Linked DNA regions of Mus musculus: region 1 is linked to region 2. Evidence: chromatin contacts called from public HiChIP or PLAC-seq data. All regions are on one chromosome and are shown on one strand. The core of a region is the stretch at or near the end of the contact, and the rest is flanking DNA. Distances in the headings are between cores, read along the strand shown. Region 1 overlaps Timp2 (tissue inhibitor of metalloproteinase 2). Region 2 overlaps Cyth1 (cytohesin 1).

The links. HiChIP or PLAC-seq counts read pairs in DNA pulled down with a chosen protein or histone mark.
Region 1: an HNF4G HiChIP or PLAC-seq map of pancreatic cancer cells shows a contact between it and region 2. The contact joins two enhancer-like sites. A contact is called at or near these places in 1 of 15 datasets of contacts at CTCF or cohesin (CD8 T cells), 2 of 115 datasets of contacts at active chromatin or transcription factors (bone marrow-derived macrophages and pancreatic cancer cells) and 1 of 9 other capture datasets (adipose tissue).

Annotation. Positions count from the first base shown.
Region 1 is chr11:118,321,367-118,325,443 of GRCm38.p6, reverse strand. The region is part of intron 1 of Timp2 (tissue inhibitor of metalloproteinase 2); the gene reads left to right. Among named protein-coding and RNA genes, the nearest start is that of Cep295nl, 19 kb to the left of the region's middle. Within about 2 kb of position 2,508, at least 33 of the 459 cell types and tissues checked have an H3K27ac peak or open chromatin away from gene starts, as enhancers often do. A contact at or near this core is called in pancreatic cancer cells, where this site is marked.
Region 2 is chr11:118,214,818-118,219,214 of GRCm38.p6, reverse strand. All of the region lies in intron 1 of Cyth1 (cytohesin 1), which reads left to right. Among named protein-coding and RNA genes, the nearest start is that of Cyth1, 32 kb to the left of the region's middle. Within about 2 kb of position 2,979, at least 91 of the 459 cell types and tissues checked have an H3K27ac peak or open chromatin away from gene starts, as enhancers often do. A contact at or near this core is called in pancreatic cancer cells, where this site is marked.

The DNA of each region.
Region 1 (4,077 bases), core at 1,259-3,758, 110 kb before region 2:
GACACTATCAAAATCTAAAGTCGCTGACAAGCTGGGTGTGGTGGTGCATGTCTTTAATCCCTGTACTTGGGAGGCAGAAGCAGGTAGATCTCTGTGACCTCAAGGCTAGCCTAGTTTACATAGTGAATTCCAGGCTAGTAAAAGTTACCTAGTGTTCTCTCTCTCTCTCTCTCTCTCTCTCTCTCTCTCTCTCTCTCTCTCTCTCCCTCCTCCCTTTCTCTCTACACACACACACCCACACACACACCCACACACACACACACACACACACACAGTCTTGTTGGATTTATGAACATGTCTTCAGGGCTCAATAGACCATGTGTTGGTGACCCAGGGGACAGACAGGAGCCCCTCCGGAGGGAGAACCATGACTCTTTTGCCACAGTTGTTATCCGTGGAGTATTCTGAATCTTCCAGTTGCCTTTAGCCATGGCCATCACCTAGAGTTTCTAGCACCTTCCCTCCTAAAGAGGACAGAAGCAGGACAGCCCAGCCTCTGTTGTTGTTCCTGGGCAGTTGTTACTGTCAAATGCAAACATGGCCCATCATCTTTGGCTCATTACCAGTGACCTCAACACCCACCTAGGTCTTTTCCATCCCCTTCTGCTGGGTACACTGGGATTGTTTTTGCAGGCTCCTGGAGGGGGAAGTGACATCATGCGGTGTCCTCAGCCAGAGGGATGGGGGTAGGGGCTCTGCGGTTGTGTGTGCTTTGAATTAAGTCAGCGCTTGTGCATTCCAGTAGCCAGCATCTGGCAGCGAATCCATCAGCCAGTGTAGCACTTTCAATGGCAAACCCAGATGTTGGCTTAGCAGAAGGAAAAGAGGAGAAAGCAAATTTTGAGCTGCAGGGGGTGGGGGCACAAAGCACTTAAACACGAGCCTCATGCTGCTGTGTCCAGCTTCGTGGGTAGGTAGTGGGACAGGACTGGATATAGCTGGTCCCACTCTGGTGTCTGCCCCGAGCCTAGCCTGTAAATGTTCAGTCAACAGTCACCCATGCCTTGCTTCTAGTTCATTCCATATTCTCTGAGTCTCTGCACTTCCCTGGCCTTCAAATGGCCGGGGACTCAGGAAGGCTGCCCATCTGTGATGGGTTTCCCTTCTCTACAGCCCCAGAGGTCACAGTGATGACCACTGCTGTGTGTGTGGTTTAGGGGTTATTCCTATTCCTATTAGAGGATTCTCTATTTCCTCTCCTTTCCTGTCCATCTGTCTGCCCACTGCCTAGATCAGAGTGATCTAAGACCAGGGCGGTGAAGGCTTTTACTGGGACAATCTCCCCGGTCTCCTCCTCCATCCAGTGTTCTCACCAGATAAGAGCTAAGACCCATGTCTGCTGTACTCAACAGTGCCGGCCCTGTCTCGCAACAGGACCGTTAAGTGGGAGAGGAGTGTCCACCCAGGTTTAACCCAGACCTGTGGTTCCTGGCTACCTAGAAGCAGCCCAGTTGTCAATGGAGATTCTCCATGTCTGCCCCTCCCCACTCCCTACAAACACTCCAGAACTGTGTCCCCATTAATGTTCTAGCCTGAAAATCCTGTGTCTACCCCAGACTCTCAGCTCATCCGTCTCCTCTCATATGAGATTTTCAAAAAAGAAAGTAGATGGCCTTCATCCCTGAAGCAAAGTGAGCACACAGTCACATACTGTCCTGGCCCATCTGACTGTCACGGGACCAGGGCCAGCGTCCAGGTCTTTGTCTTATAGGAGCAGAGAAATTTGCCCTGTTTTCAATGTGTCCCTAGCACTGTATGCCCTGCCCAGGGCCTCACTAGCCCTCACCATCACAATATGACACAAGCTGGTGACATCTGTGTCACCTGCACCGTCAAATGGTCTCTGAGGATCACGACTGTCAGAGTTCATCTCTGCAGCAGCGCCTCTCACACAAATGCGCGCACCTGATTGTATCTCACTCAGTCTTTCGGCTTAGATCATGTCAGGGACTCAACGGCGGTGTGGGAAGTTGGGGACTTCCATGAGACAGCAGTATTGAATCCTAGGTTCTATGGGAGAGAAAGGAGAGCTTTTGGCTGTCTGGAAGTCATTGGGCTTATTTTCTGATTGCCAAGAGGGTGTTGCCTTTATTGAACATTTATTGTTTGTTTTGGGTTGAGACATGGTCTCAAATAGCCCAGGCCAGCCTCAGAACTCTATAGTTCAAGGGAATGCTAAGATTCTAAGAACATGCCATGTCCAGTTGTAGGTGGTGGGACTTGAGCTAAGGACTTTGTGGATGGCAACTTAAGCCCTCCACCGGCTAAGCTACAGCCCCAGCCCTTAGTGAACACATTGGAGGAGTAAGCATGGTGCAGTATAATGGGCCATTACTGAGAAACAAGGCTAGAAGTTCTCTAGACAGGCAGAAGGAGGTGAGTCACTCCTTTGAGACCCCTGTCCCGTCTTGTTTCCAAGCTGACAACAGTGCTATACAGAGAGCAAACACTGGGCAGTATTTACCAACATGCTCACACATTTGCATAAGCACAGTGATGGTTGTACAGATTACACAGTGGGGACCAAGGGCCAGCCATGCCCATGCTGCCATCCTGAGGCTGTCAGGGTCAGCCCAGCTCCATCTGGCAGATGTTCTCTGAGTCCCATCTGTTCCATAGCATGGCCTCTACCGGTTAGGACCTCTCAGCAGGCAGATGCACAGGCATTTACACCAGATAGTGTGGGAGAAGAGCAGCAGCCACTGCAGGGAGAAGCCAGGAAGGGCTGCTTCTCGAGGCTGAGTGCAAGTTCTCTGGGAAGGGAGCTAGAGGTGGCATTTTGGGTAGAAGAGCTTTTCTGTTCTGGGGGGGGGGGAGTAACATATCTGGGTATCCGAGCATGTGGGGGCCAGGGAGCAAAATGGATTAGGAAAGAGCAAGGGCCAAGTGATGTTGCAGAACGTATAGCTCTGGCTGTCCTGGAATTAGCTATATAAACCAGGCTAGGCTCAAATTCAGAGATCTGCTTGCCTCTGCCTCCCCAGTGCTGGGATTAAAAGTGTGCATCATCTGGCTCAAAAAGTTAAGGGAAGGTATTTTGCAGGAATGTTTATGGAGAAGGCGCAGAACCGAGAGAGGGCCTTTTGTTGTGGGGTGGCCTGCCAGGTGGCTTGCTTTAGGCTGGGAAACAGGACCTTGTGGCCAGGCCAGTGGTTACTCAGCTGCACAGAAGGACCAAAGCACCAAAGTTAATGGGCCTTGGAGCTGGGTGGGGCCCGGGCTGTGGTGTGAGACTCATGGGGAGGGATCCAGAGTGTGCTGGGGTCTGAAGAGCAGGTGGCACTCCCACGTGCCTGGACCTCCCTGCCTCTGTGGGAAACAGTCCTGGCCACAAGTTTCCAAGACTCAAACTGACCACTGGAGACTCTGAGCCGGCACTGCCTGCTCCTTGTCTCTGTTTATCTCATGTGCCCAGTGACAAAACACTTGCCCAGAGCGACCCTACACCACTGCCATTTGAAGGGCAAGCCTTTAGAAGCCATTAAATAGGCCCTGGCCCAGGTAATAAGCTCCAAGTGAAAGAGAGGGAGGCCTGCCTGTCACAGCGACTGCTGGTGTGCAGAGGGAGGTCTCCAGGGAGGGAGCAGGGGTTTGATTCCTGATAGAAGAGTCCTGTCGGGCATGATCAGGTTCCATACCACTCTGGAACTTTCTTGTTCTGTCTCTGTACATCACTTTTTAAGGCTGTTGTTGCCTGGGATACAGTTCCTACAGGACCTGCGCTGTTGTTGCCTGGGATACAGTTGCCTGGGATACAGTTCCTACAGGACCTGCTTCCTTACCATCGATGTCTAAAGTTTATGAGCCACACCAGTGTCACTAACTGTAACCTGACTAATATGCTTTCCCACCCCCATGTCCTGCTTCTCATAAAATACACGTTACAGAAGGCCACACGCGGTGGCAGGCACTTGTAATCCCAGTACTGGGAAGGAAAAGACAGGGTGGACCCAGGGGCTTGCTGGCCAGAGGCCTACTCACTGAGCTCCAGGCCAGTGAGAGACCCTGTCTCAAAACCCAAGGTGGGGAGCCAGTGAGGATTATACATAAACTCACATGGTAGAGAGAAAGAATTGA
Region 2 (4,397 bases), core at 1,730-4,229:
GTGTGCTAATTTGCCCTGCATGTCTTCCAGAACATTATGTTGTACACCTTAAATATGCACAATAAAATTTATTTTAAAAACAAAATCACAGAGGAACAGCATGACATGTGATTTGAATATGCGTATGTCTTCTTCCGCTTGGTTGGGTCTCCCTCAGCTCCTATGACGCTCCACAGTATCTGAAGCACTGTTCTGAGCCTGGTCTGCTTTTGTTATTTCAAATGTCCATGGGAACTTCCTAGCAGTTCCCATTCAGGTAAGTGCATCGTGACCTTTCTAGGAGACTCCATTTGGCACTGGCTATGGATGTGCCTAGTGTGCGAGATGCTTATATATTCCAGTGTTCTGCATAGTCCTGTTTATGTTAACTAGATGCTGTAAACTAGGGATTTTTTGGTTTTGTTTATTTTATTTTATTTTATTTTAGTTTAGTTTATTTGCTTTTGAGGCAATGTCTCAATATGCAGCCTTAATTCCTCAGAACTCACTGTGTAGACTGGGCTGGCCTTGAACTCATAGAGATCTACTTGACTCTGCCTCCTGAGTGCTGGGATTGAAGATGTGCACTACCACAGTCAGCTAGGATGCTGGAACTCTTAATATTGCCAGCTTTCAAGTTCTTAGCCCCAATTTGTAAGCTAAAGCAAGAGGAATGAATGTTCTTTCACTGATCTACGTCCTGCTTAGGTAGAGTCCTGATAAGTTGCTTAGCCTGGCCTTGAATATGCTTTGTAGCATGGGAGTTAGACTTGAATTTGTAGCCCTCTGCCTCAGCCTTTTAAGTAGTTACGATTACAGGCCTGTGCCTAGGACCCTGGATGTTGATGTTTAGCCTTTGAGACGGATGCTCTTGCTCTATAGTTCAGGTGGGCCTCTAGCTCGTGATTCCCCCACCCCAGGATCCTGAGTGTTGGGATTACTGGGGTACACCACATGCCTTGCCTAGTAAGGATGATAATTATCTAGTTACTCTTCTCTGAGTCAAACATGGTACTTTGGGACTTATAACAGGTTTCTTTATTCCTGTTTTAGTTAACAGAGTTAGTGCTGCGCTAGCTTTAGGAAGCAGAAATCAAGCAGAAGGCATTGTGACATGGTCAGGGGGGTTTGTTGCATTCCAGTTTGTAGGGCAGCTTTTCAGCTTGGGCTCACAGAAGCTAGGACTCAGGCCTGTCCCCTGGATTGCCATGAAGTCTCGTGATTAGCCCAGTAGGGCTGCTGTATGAGCTACTATGATTCTTCCTTTCTTCCTTTCTTTCTTTCTTTCTTTCTTTCTTTCTTTCTTTCTTTCTTTCTTATACATGAGCATGTTGCTGACACACCAGAAGAGGGCATCAGATCCCATTACAGATGGTTGTGAGCATCATGTGGTTGCTGGGAATTGAACTCATGACCTCTGGAAGAACAGCCAGTGCTCTTAACCACTGAACCATCTCTCTAGCCCTTGATCACTTTTTTGAGAATTATACTAAGAATGGTTTATTGAATTATGGAGGTGAGATTTGTGAAGGCCCAAAGCCAGGGACTGATGGACAGGGCTTTGAGGAGCTGTAGTCGGGGACTGGAGGACAGGGCTGTGAAGTCCTGATTTGCAGAGGATATGAATCAAAGGTACCCAAGGGATAAAGCTGTGAGATCCTGAGAAGTGGGGGTGTAAGGGTTCATGGGGGTCGAGGGAAAGGACTGGGGAGCAGAAGCTGTGGGGCCAACCTGTGGCCTGTGCTCAGAAGATGGAGTTCATATTTTTAACCTTCTCAGGCCTTGACTCTTCATGCCTCATTTGAAGTGCATCAGTAGGCCCTGGCACTACCTTAGACATAAATAGAGTAGGTATTTGAGCCTTTTATTGCTTAGCTGCCCATCTCTCATAGCAGCTTCTCAGGTCATATGGCATCTGCCCTGGTTACCCGCACCCAGGGTGGTATGTCACAAAGGAAGACAGGTGTCTCTGATCTGCCTAGAACGTGGACATTCATCTCACCCAGAACAGAAACTGCTGTCCTTGAAACAGCCCAAGGCCTCCAACAGCCCTCCAAAGGCCTCTGCCCTCTAACCCCCTCCTTATAGTCCTTCTAGCTCCCCACTGAGTCCCATACTCTTCAGACCCCCAGAGCACATGTCCAAGAGTGGCCCAGAGTCTGCCTCAGCCCACACAGGGGAAACACTATGTCCTTTTAGTCCTTGATGTCTCTGCAGTCCACATCCACTGTGCTCAGGGACCATTATTGGGGGAAATGGTAGAAAGGAAAGATTATAGGTTTGATTGTTTTTTAAAAAGATGTGTAAAACCGAAGGTAGAATTGGAGTTAAAAATAAGTTGCAGATTGCATTACATGTTTTAAATAGTCTGTTCAGTTCTACAAACCAGTAGGAAGGATGGCAGTCAGTAGGAAAACAACCCCCAAGGTGTGGACAGTAGCTCATGAACAGAAGTGCTCTCGTGCTTCTGGAAAGGCAGCCTTGATGGCAGTGAGGCCAGTGCAGAGATCAGTCCTGGGAATGTCCCCACCCGTCAGTGCAGTTCATTGTGGACCGGGCTGGACACATCAAACTCTAGGAATCCAGACACGTACTGTCCCACTGCCAGGAGATAAGAAACAGGAGTGACCTGTCCTTCCCGAGTCAAGATCATCTGGGAATCAGATCTAATGCCAGAGGTAGAGATGGGGTTTGGATCACTAGACGGGTTTTGAATGCAGCTGAGTGCATTGATACAGGATTCTTCAAGGGCAAAAGTTGAGGAAGACACTCTCCCCACAGAGGGTTTCAGGACAAGACAAGGCAGGCCACAGCAGCGAGGCACAGAGAGCAGACTTAGTGAAAGCCACCAGTACTGCCTAGATTTAACTGTCAACCCGACACAAGTACAGTCATCTGGGAAGGGAGTGAATTGAGAACTTGCTAGATCATACTGGCCTCTGGGCATGTCTGTGGGGATTCCTTGGTTGGCTGTTGATTGATGTAAGAGTTCATAGACCACTGTGAGCTCACCATTTCATGGGCTGGGCCCTAAAGCTAACTAAGACAAACTAAGTAAGCAGACGGCATGGGTATACTCATTTCTCTCAGTTTTTGACTGTGACTCACTGCTTAAAGCTCCTGCCTTGGTTGCCCTGCATTGAAGGACTGTGTCCTGGAATTTTAAGCCAAACAAACCCGTTCTCCCCAGAGTTGTATTTAACCAGGGCATTTGTCACATTAACAGAAATGAAACTAGGACACCACCCAGTGATGTCATGGTATTACTTGTATTGTTACCGACAGCTTGCTAAGGAGCCTCACAGTCCACTCCAGGAACACAGGGAAGCTTTTCTGGATCAAGCAAGTCTTCTTGTAAGAGAGTTGGGGAGAACTAGAGCTGAGTGCTGAGCATGTGCACAGGGCCCTGAGACTGGACCCTGCTTCAAAGTTACAGGCTGTGAGCAGTGAAAACACATGACACCCTTTATAGTGCCGGAGAAAATCAGGCTAGGGGATGGATCAACTGGTAAAGTGTCATATAAACATGACACTCTGAGTCCCATCCCCACTCCCCTGTAAAAGTCGGATGTGTAATTCCATTGCTGGAGGAGGTGGAGACAGGAGGGTTCCAGGGGCTTTCTGGCCAGCAAGTCTAGCTGAATGATCTCCAACTGAGAAACCCACTCCCAAAAATCAGGTGAAGAACTGGGCATGGTAGCACACACCCTTAGTGCCAGCACTTGGGAGGCAGAGGCAGGCAGATTTCTGTGAGTTCGAGGCCAGCCTAGTCTACAGAGTTAGTTCCAAGACAGCCAGAACTATGTAGAGAGATCCTGTCTCCAAGATAGATAGAGGAGAGAAAGGGGGGGGGGCAACTGAGGAAATACTTGATGCATATACCTGTGAATACACCTGTAAATACACACACTTGCAAATACACACAAAGTAAAAATGAAGTGTTTATAAACGGAATGCAAAAAGTTACTAACGTTGTAGTGTGTATACATATATGTGTGTGGCATGAAAGACACATATAATATAACGTACATTGCATGCAGAAGAAGCCAGACCAAACCCATACCACCCTCAGTGGTTGTCACTGGGCAGGATCAGATTGCCTGCTACTGTTCTCTACTTTCATCTGTGAATGTGTCTCATAAGCAGCATCAAAAATATGCAGAAAAGAACATCTTGATGTGCTGCATCAGAAACCAGGAAGGGGACACTACCCAGTGCAGTGTGCAGCTTCACTGTGGCCACCATCAGAAAGAATAGCCGGGGCTGATGTCCTCCAGAATCCTTGAGCAAGGCTGAGCAACCTGGCACAGTGTTCAGGGTGGCAGATGACCAGTTGGTAAACTCAGGCAATAGACCACTTTGAGCTTGTCTTCCTTGGGAGCAATTTACTCTAGTTTTATATTAGTGTTGCTTGTGAC